Linked DNA regions of Mus musculus: region 1 is linked to region 2. A link is a contact called in public promoter capture Hi-C data. All regions are on one chromosome and are shown on one strand. Each heading gives the region's core, a stretch centred on a gene start, on an enhancer-like site or on the middle of the called end of the contact. The rest is flanking DNA. Distances are from core to core; before and after follow the strand shown.

What was found. Capture Hi-C pulls out chosen DNA fragments and counts their contacts.
Region 1: a contact with region 2 is called in a promoter capture Hi-C map of adipose tissue. The contact joins two enhancer-like sites. A contact is called at or near these places in 2 of 115 datasets of contacts at active chromatin or transcription factors (embryonic stem cells and memory CD8 T cells) and 3 of 9 other capture datasets (adipose tissue, liver and pancreatic islet).

The regions. Positions count from the first base shown.
Region 1 is chr14:47,503,123-47,506,615 of GRCm38.p6, reverse strand. All of the region lies in intron 1 of Fbxo34 (F-box protein 34), which reads right to left. It overlaps Gm35166 (a long non-coding RNA gene), which reads left to right. Exons shown (of 2, transcript XR_383410.3): 2 at 3,292-3,493. Among named protein-coding and RNA genes, the nearest start is that of Gm35166, 3.3 kb to the left of the region's middle. Within about 2 kb of position 1,850, at least 12 of the 459 cell types and tissues checked have an H3K27ac peak or open chromatin away from gene starts, as enhancers often do. A contact at or near this core is called in adipose tissue, where this site is marked.
Region 2 is chr14:47,393,133-47,396,568 of GRCm38.p6, reverse strand. Dlgap5 (DLG associated protein 5) reads left to right here. Exons shown (of 19, transcript NM_144553.2): 14 at 595-814; 15 at 2,252-2,432. Among named protein-coding and RNA genes, the nearest start is that of Lgals3, 21 kb to the right of the region's middle. Within about 2 kb of position 1,363, at least 74 of the 459 cell types and tissues checked have an H3K27ac peak or open chromatin away from gene starts, as enhancers often do. A contact at or near this core is called in adipose tissue, where this site is marked.

The DNA of each region.
Region 1 (3,493 bases), core at 601-3,100, 110 kb before region 2:
TAGGGAAGAAAAGAAAAAAGTGTCTACTGCGAACCTGTGAACAGAGACCCCAAGCTGGCACATTCCTGCCATCCTGACTGTTGGAAGTGCTCTGTGAAAGCAACTGGGAGCAGGCTCAGGCTCTCCCACCATGGCTACCCACATTACCTCTAAGGCTAACAGAAGAGCTTGCTAAGGGGTCTGCTCAACTACACGCTGTCCTAGCCACAAGGCCCAGGGCCTGGAGAAGCTTTTCAAACCTGCAGTAATGGCAGTGATGGACTGTTTCCTGGTATGCACAAGGTTCCAAGCTCAATCCTCACTCCAGCAAAAGTAAAATAAGAAAAGCCCGGTATAGGTCTCTCTAGACCATGTTTTCAAAGGTCCCTCGTTATTTATAGATTCTGTATTTCAAATTCACATAGGCAATGCCAAGGCAAATGCAGGCCAGTTTCATAACCAAGAATATCCCACTTTTTCACTGAAGGAAATCTGATGAACACAATTCAAGGTGATTTTTCACATGGAGAAAGTTCTGGAGGAGGTCCTTCCAGACACCACAGATGATGGTCTTGAACATACGCTTGTAAAGAAACTTGGACCAATCCTCTTGCCCACCCCTTCCTTCCAAAAAGAGAAGCATTTCTGAGGAAAGCACTGGGAATTACAAGGTCTGAAAACAGCAATTAGCCATGTCTAGTCTGACCTAGATTTCATCACATCAGCTAGGGGTAAGAACAACAACAACAACAATAACAAAAACCTCTCGCCTGCAAAAGACAATAGTGTCAGAAGACTGAAAAGAGGAACAGAGACTGTAAAAACCTAGCAACTGGATACTCTTATAAGTAGATCTTTACTGTAGTTACTGAAGGGACAATGGGTCCCATAGACTCAAGTATTTGAATGCTCGTTTTCCTGGTTGGTTAAACTGTTTGGGAAGGTTTAGGAGGCGCGGCCTTGCTGGAGGAAGTGTGTTACTGGAGGGCTTTCTCTCTCTGCCTCTGTTCAGAGTGGTGGCTCTAGTGCCATGCCTGTTTGCTGGCTGCCATGTTCCCACCATGATGGATTCGCCCTCTGAAACTGTAAGCAGGCCCCCAGTTAAATGTCCTTTCTTAAAAGTTGCCTTTGTCATGGTGTCTCCTTACAGCAACAGAACAGAAACTAAAACCACCACCATTCCTCACAATGTTGAATGCCCACTTTCACCTGGGTCCATGTGGAATCCACATGTACGGTGTTGCAAGGGACTCTGAGGTATCTACTCACGTTAGTTACAATAGTTATTGTCTCAAACCACAAACATCTTCTGAAAAATTAAACCATGTGTGTGAAACATAGGTATTTAGCTCAGTGGTAACCTAACACGCAAGACCCTGGGTTCAATATTCAGCACAGAAACAAACAACCAAAACAAAACCAAAAAAGAGGTAAGATGTACTCCTTAATAGAGGAATCTAAGAATTTAATTGACCCAGAAGTTTACACCCTCATTCCTTCTCACCTCCTTTCCTTTTCATATGTTTTGAGACTGAGTGCCAAGCTTGTTTTAATCTGTAATGATCGTTCTGCCTCTGTCTCTGAAGTTCTGTTTCCATTTTAAATCATCACCTTGTTTCCCATGGCATTTCTTCACTGGTCATGCATGGATCTGTCAGTAAAAACAAGGCAGGAGAATGTGCAGTAGTGGAATATGACATGGCCTGCCTGCTCTGAAGTGAAGGGCACTGGCCGTCTTAGCAGGCCATTCCCATGATGCCTAAGACCCAAACTCTCACTAGAGTAAAGCAGTTAACTGCCTACCAGAGTGGATGTGAGTGACTGGGTCACTCGAGCCAGCCACTGACGGACAACTGGAATCGCTAAGGAATTAGCAACAGTGAGATATCACGGTTCCAGCTCTTCTGAAGAGCAAACAGTGTGCTCTGACACTGCTTCCTCTTCCCACATACTCATAAGCAAACAAGCAACCACAGGTCATTCAGTTTTCCAAAAAGCCCTCGACTGCAACTGCTGGGGGCCGATCTTCTCTGCCCCTGGGTGGGTTATGAGCTTGGCCTCAGCATGCTGATAAACCTCATACGATAGATATTGCATCAAGAATGGTTTCTCTCCAGTTATTGGGGCATCGGCTCATCCCGGGACTTGAGCAAGAGTCTCCCCAGAAACAGGGGTCTTTCACAACCACTACAGATACACTTCAAGAAAGTGAAAAATTCCCCTCCACAATAAGCAAAGTCTTTTCCTGACTTGCAAACCAATTGGAGGTTGGCCAGGCTTATTTCGAAATCCCTTTAATAGCTGAAGTCATTTACCTATTTTATCAAGAATTTCTGGAAACAAAAACATGAGGTAAAGGACTCGGATGCTGAAGAACACTGAGTTAGCTGTAAGGTAAACATCAGAGAACATCATCCCAAAGCCACAGAAACAGGAAGTCAAGGACAAGAGCTGCTTCAGTGATTAAGCGCTAGCCTGACAAGTGTGAGGACCAGATGCCCAGCCCTCAGTTAGGGAATGCCAGGCAGGCTGGCCAGCTGCCTGTAATCTCAGCACTTGGGAGGCAGAGACACACAGACTCCTGGGCAAGCTGGATGGCTAGGCTAGCCAGAATTGGTGAGCTCTAGGTTCAAAGAGAGATCCTGCATCAATAACTAGAAGGTGATGAAAGATAATATGAACATATGTGTGTTCACACACATACACACACCTAACAATTCAAACAAACAGGTAGCAGGAGAAGGCTAAAATGGAATGGCCAACATCTTCCTGAGACATTATCCGATTTCTCTCTCTTTTGTCACAGTATACTTATCTGCCCTTCCCCCTTCCCCCCCTTGCAATACGCTGTGGGTCCTCTGAGAGCGTTACAACAGATGGTTCTCTGGACTTCAGAGGTGATGAGAGGTAACGCTGCAGAGCTGGGCATGCTGACATGCTAAATAAAACTTAAAACTATAAAAGCAATCTCAAAACCAGGGTCTCTAACTTGCTTCCATCTCTGGAGTTCCTAATCTGACTAAAGTTCTTCCATAAGGAATGGCAGTCCTAAGTTCTCCTCCCTATAACCTGGAGAACAGGAAAGAGTGACTTTCAGGAAAAGATGGCTGGGATAACACTATGTCCAGAGCTCAGATGAACTTTGCCCCTGACTGTTATTGTCTGTTCTTGGTGGCTATTAATCTTCCCTTAAAACCATTTACTCAAAATACTCAAAAACTGCATGTATCCTCAGCTTCCAGTGTCCCTAGGAAGAATATACAAAAATGTGCATGCCTTTTCTCTTGCTAATCTATTGTGGTTTGTCACCAGAACTCAATTTTGGAGCCTTCAGAGAGGAAGAGAAGTTCCTCTAACACCTGCACAGTGATCAAGTACAGAGACCCTGGCCCAGGATATACAGTAAAGTGGTAAACACCCAACAAACGTGTGTCTCTGCAGCGTGTGCTGACTCAGTGGTGCAAGCGTCTTACTGAAGTGTCCCAAGCTATCGAATGTTACTTATTACTCAGGC
Region 2 (3,436 bases), core at 114-2,613:
CCAGGATGCTGGGATTACAGACTTGCTCCTGACATACTGTGGGTATTTCTTAATTGTGTGTTTAGCTCTCAAAGTAATTTATCAGTGTCTCTATCATATAAGAATTGTAATTCTGCCTGTGACCACCAGATGTCTCTCCTTCTACATTGTTTGGTTGTTTGGAGAGAACTTTATGAAACCTCATCCACCAGCCCCCATCCCCACCTCCTCCAACAAGGGCATACCTACTTCAGCAGGGCCACCTCTAATTCTGCCTTAACAGTTCTGACTGGGGACCAGCCATTCCCACGCATGAGCCTATGGGGGTCGTTTTCATCCACACCATCAGACGCCACAAGGTGGTGCTCAGTCGGTGGGATGATGTCCCCTTAATATCAGCTGGTCCTGAGCTGAAACAGGTGTGCATTCAAGCCATGGGGGACAACATAGTGAGACCCTGTCTCAGAATAAAAGTTAAAAGGGCTACGGACTTAACTTCAGTGGAAGAACGATTTCCTGGTATGCACAGGGAGGGCTCTGGGGTCAGTCCTCAGTACCACAGGAACAGGAGAAGGTGGTAATGAACATACCTTTAATTACTATTTCTCCTTGCAGAAAAAAATTGTGCCCGGTAGAACAAGCAAAGCAAAGCAGGATGACGACGGACGAGCGGCAGCTAGGAGTCGCCTTGCAGCCATAAAGAATGCAATGAAAGGCAGGCCACAGCAGGAAGTGCAGGCCCACGCAGCAGCTCCGGAGAACACAAAGGAAGTTGACAAAATAGTGTTTGATGCTGGGTTTTTCAGAATCGAGAGCCCAGTGAAGTCATTCTCAGGTTTGTAGCTTTGCTGAGACTGAAGAGCGGTGTTTGGGCCAACTGGGGGCTGGAGTGAATGGTGGAGAGTGACTTTCCCATGAAAGAGCCCACACGCTGATGGCTAGAAGTGGGTTCTGTGCTGGCAAGCCTGCGTGCACATCAAATATTGAGACGAGTGCGGGCTTGTGCCTGTTCTCCAAGTGATGCCATAGCTGTCTCTGCCATGCAGTGCCAGTCTGTCTGTGAGGTTCCGAGACAAGCTGGGCTAGGGGTACAATGCAGAGGAAGCAGACCTGAGCCATCACACTTCCCTCAGCCATGCCCTTCTGCACGGGGGTTGAGGGAGTCATCTGTGCTGCTGTGTTTGAGATCCTTGGGGGCAAACTCAGCTTGACATATGGTTAGCAAGCACTTGTCCCTCCAGACATAGCCTCCTTTTCTGAAATCCTCTCTTTTTAGACAAGGCTTGGCTAAGTTTCCCAGGCTGTCCTTGGACTCACACAGGCCTGTAGCTTGCTGTCTGAGCCTCTGGAGAGGATGTGGTGTCGGGCTTGTGCCACCAGCCCCCACTGCGCATCCCTGTATTCAACAGTCTCCTGTACGCTACCCACGTGAGGTCATTCTCTTACCTCCTGCTAGGACTGTGGTTCTGGCAGCAGCTGCTCAAGTGCCATGTTGGAGGAAGCCGAGTATCTCAGCAGTTTATCTGTAATGCTTTCTTGTTCCCCTGTTCCCATGACTAGCCTATGTTTCAGCGGTGTTTGGTAACCATCTACAGCAGGATACAGCTGATGTCTCAACTTACCAGGAAAGACTCTCTTTTGACTCGGGGTTTCTCTGTGTGGCCCTTGCTGGTCACTATATAGACCAGGCTGGCGTCAAACTCACAGAGATCTCTTACCTCTTCCTAAGTGCTGAGATAAAGGTGTGCGCCGCCACTCCTCTGAGTCAACGCTCTTGACCCAAGCACTTGTTGCCTGCGTTAGCTAGGGATAGCCCACTTGCTAATTTACATTATACCTTCTAAAACATTCTTCCTGTAGAGGTGCACCTCTTCGTCTTTCTTTCTAAGTTTTAGTTTGATTTTATGTACCTTTACCTACACTTTGTCCACACCACGTGTGTGCCTGATGCCTGTGGAAGTCAGAGGAGAATATCAGATCCCCGGGACCTGGAGTTAGAGCTGTCGTGAAATATCACTAGGTGCTGGGAACCAAACCTGGCTCCTCCGGGAGAACAGCCAGTGTCCTTAACAACTGAGCCTCTCGGCAGCCTTTTGCATCATAGGCATGGCATATGAAAGCTAAGCACGGGCTAACGTGACGATCCTCTTGTCCCACAAAGCCCCTGGTACTGGACAGTAACAGATGTTGACAAGAGCAGGCTCTGTGCCTCCTCTCTGAACAGAGACTGGCCGGAAAGACTTGCTATGGGGCTTGTTCTTCTTATTTCCAGTCCTGTCTTCTGAACGTCGTTCTCAAAGATTTGGAACACCTCTGTCTGCCAGCAAAGTTGTGCCTGAGGGCAGGGCTGCAGGGGACCTTCTGAGACAGAAGATGCCACTGAAGAAGCCGGACCCTCAGAGCAGCAAGAGCGAGCATGTTGATCGGACGTTTTCAGATGGTCTTGAAAGCAGGTATCTCTTTCATGTGTACTGTGAGTTTAGTGGTATTGACGTGAGCTATCGTTCCATATGGTTAAGCTGGTAAAGTATATATATCAGCCGTATGTTTCTAATTAAACTTCACATGTAACCCTGTAACATGTGGGCAAGGCTTCCTCTTTTCTAAGGAAACAGACTTCAGATTTCAGGTTGGAACCAACTCTAGTGTTGGTAATCATAGCCACTCAGGGGCTGAGGTGGAAGGATTATTTCGCCAGCAGTTTGGAGCCAGCTTTAGCAACACTGCCTGTCTTAAAGCACCAGGACTGAAGTTGGTAAGTGGTCCTGATGCAATTGGCAGAAGTGTACCGTGCAGTACAAGGGAGAGAAGCAGTGTGGTATCCTCTGGTGAGAGAAAGTGCCCAGTGTGTGCAGACAACCTAGACATCGCTTTAGGTCATTAGCTAGCCAACCCTTAGAGTAGCCCTGCCAGGGACGGGGAGAGAAACTTAAGTGGTATCTTAATGAAGTTTAGCTTGTAGTTGCTCAAACTGATCCATTCTCTACACAATTGCATCAGCATAACCTAAGCTGTCCTTCCGGTGGCTCATAGATAAGTGTGCAGCTCATCTGAGGGGGAAGAGGAACCTTAAACAAGTAGGAAATTGTAATCTGATGTCTGGAGAAGATGTTGGACTTGTTATTAACCTGAAGTTTGAAAAATGTTAGCCGGGCAATGGTGGCGCACGCCTTTAATCCCAGCACTATAATGTCTTTTTAAACTTTTGATATATGCCAAAAGCATTTTCATCCTTTAGGGCCTCAAAAATGCTTTTGGTATTATAAAAATCTGTTTTGTAAGATATCAATTTATTATCATACTTTGTATAATTTATTATTAGACTTTATATAATTTATAGTTTATTATCTATATTAAGAAGACCTGTAATAGCAGTTGAGTCATATTGTTACTGGGGCCAGCAAGATAGCTCAGTGGGTCACTTGTTTTGCAAGCCTGTGGCCTTCACACACACACA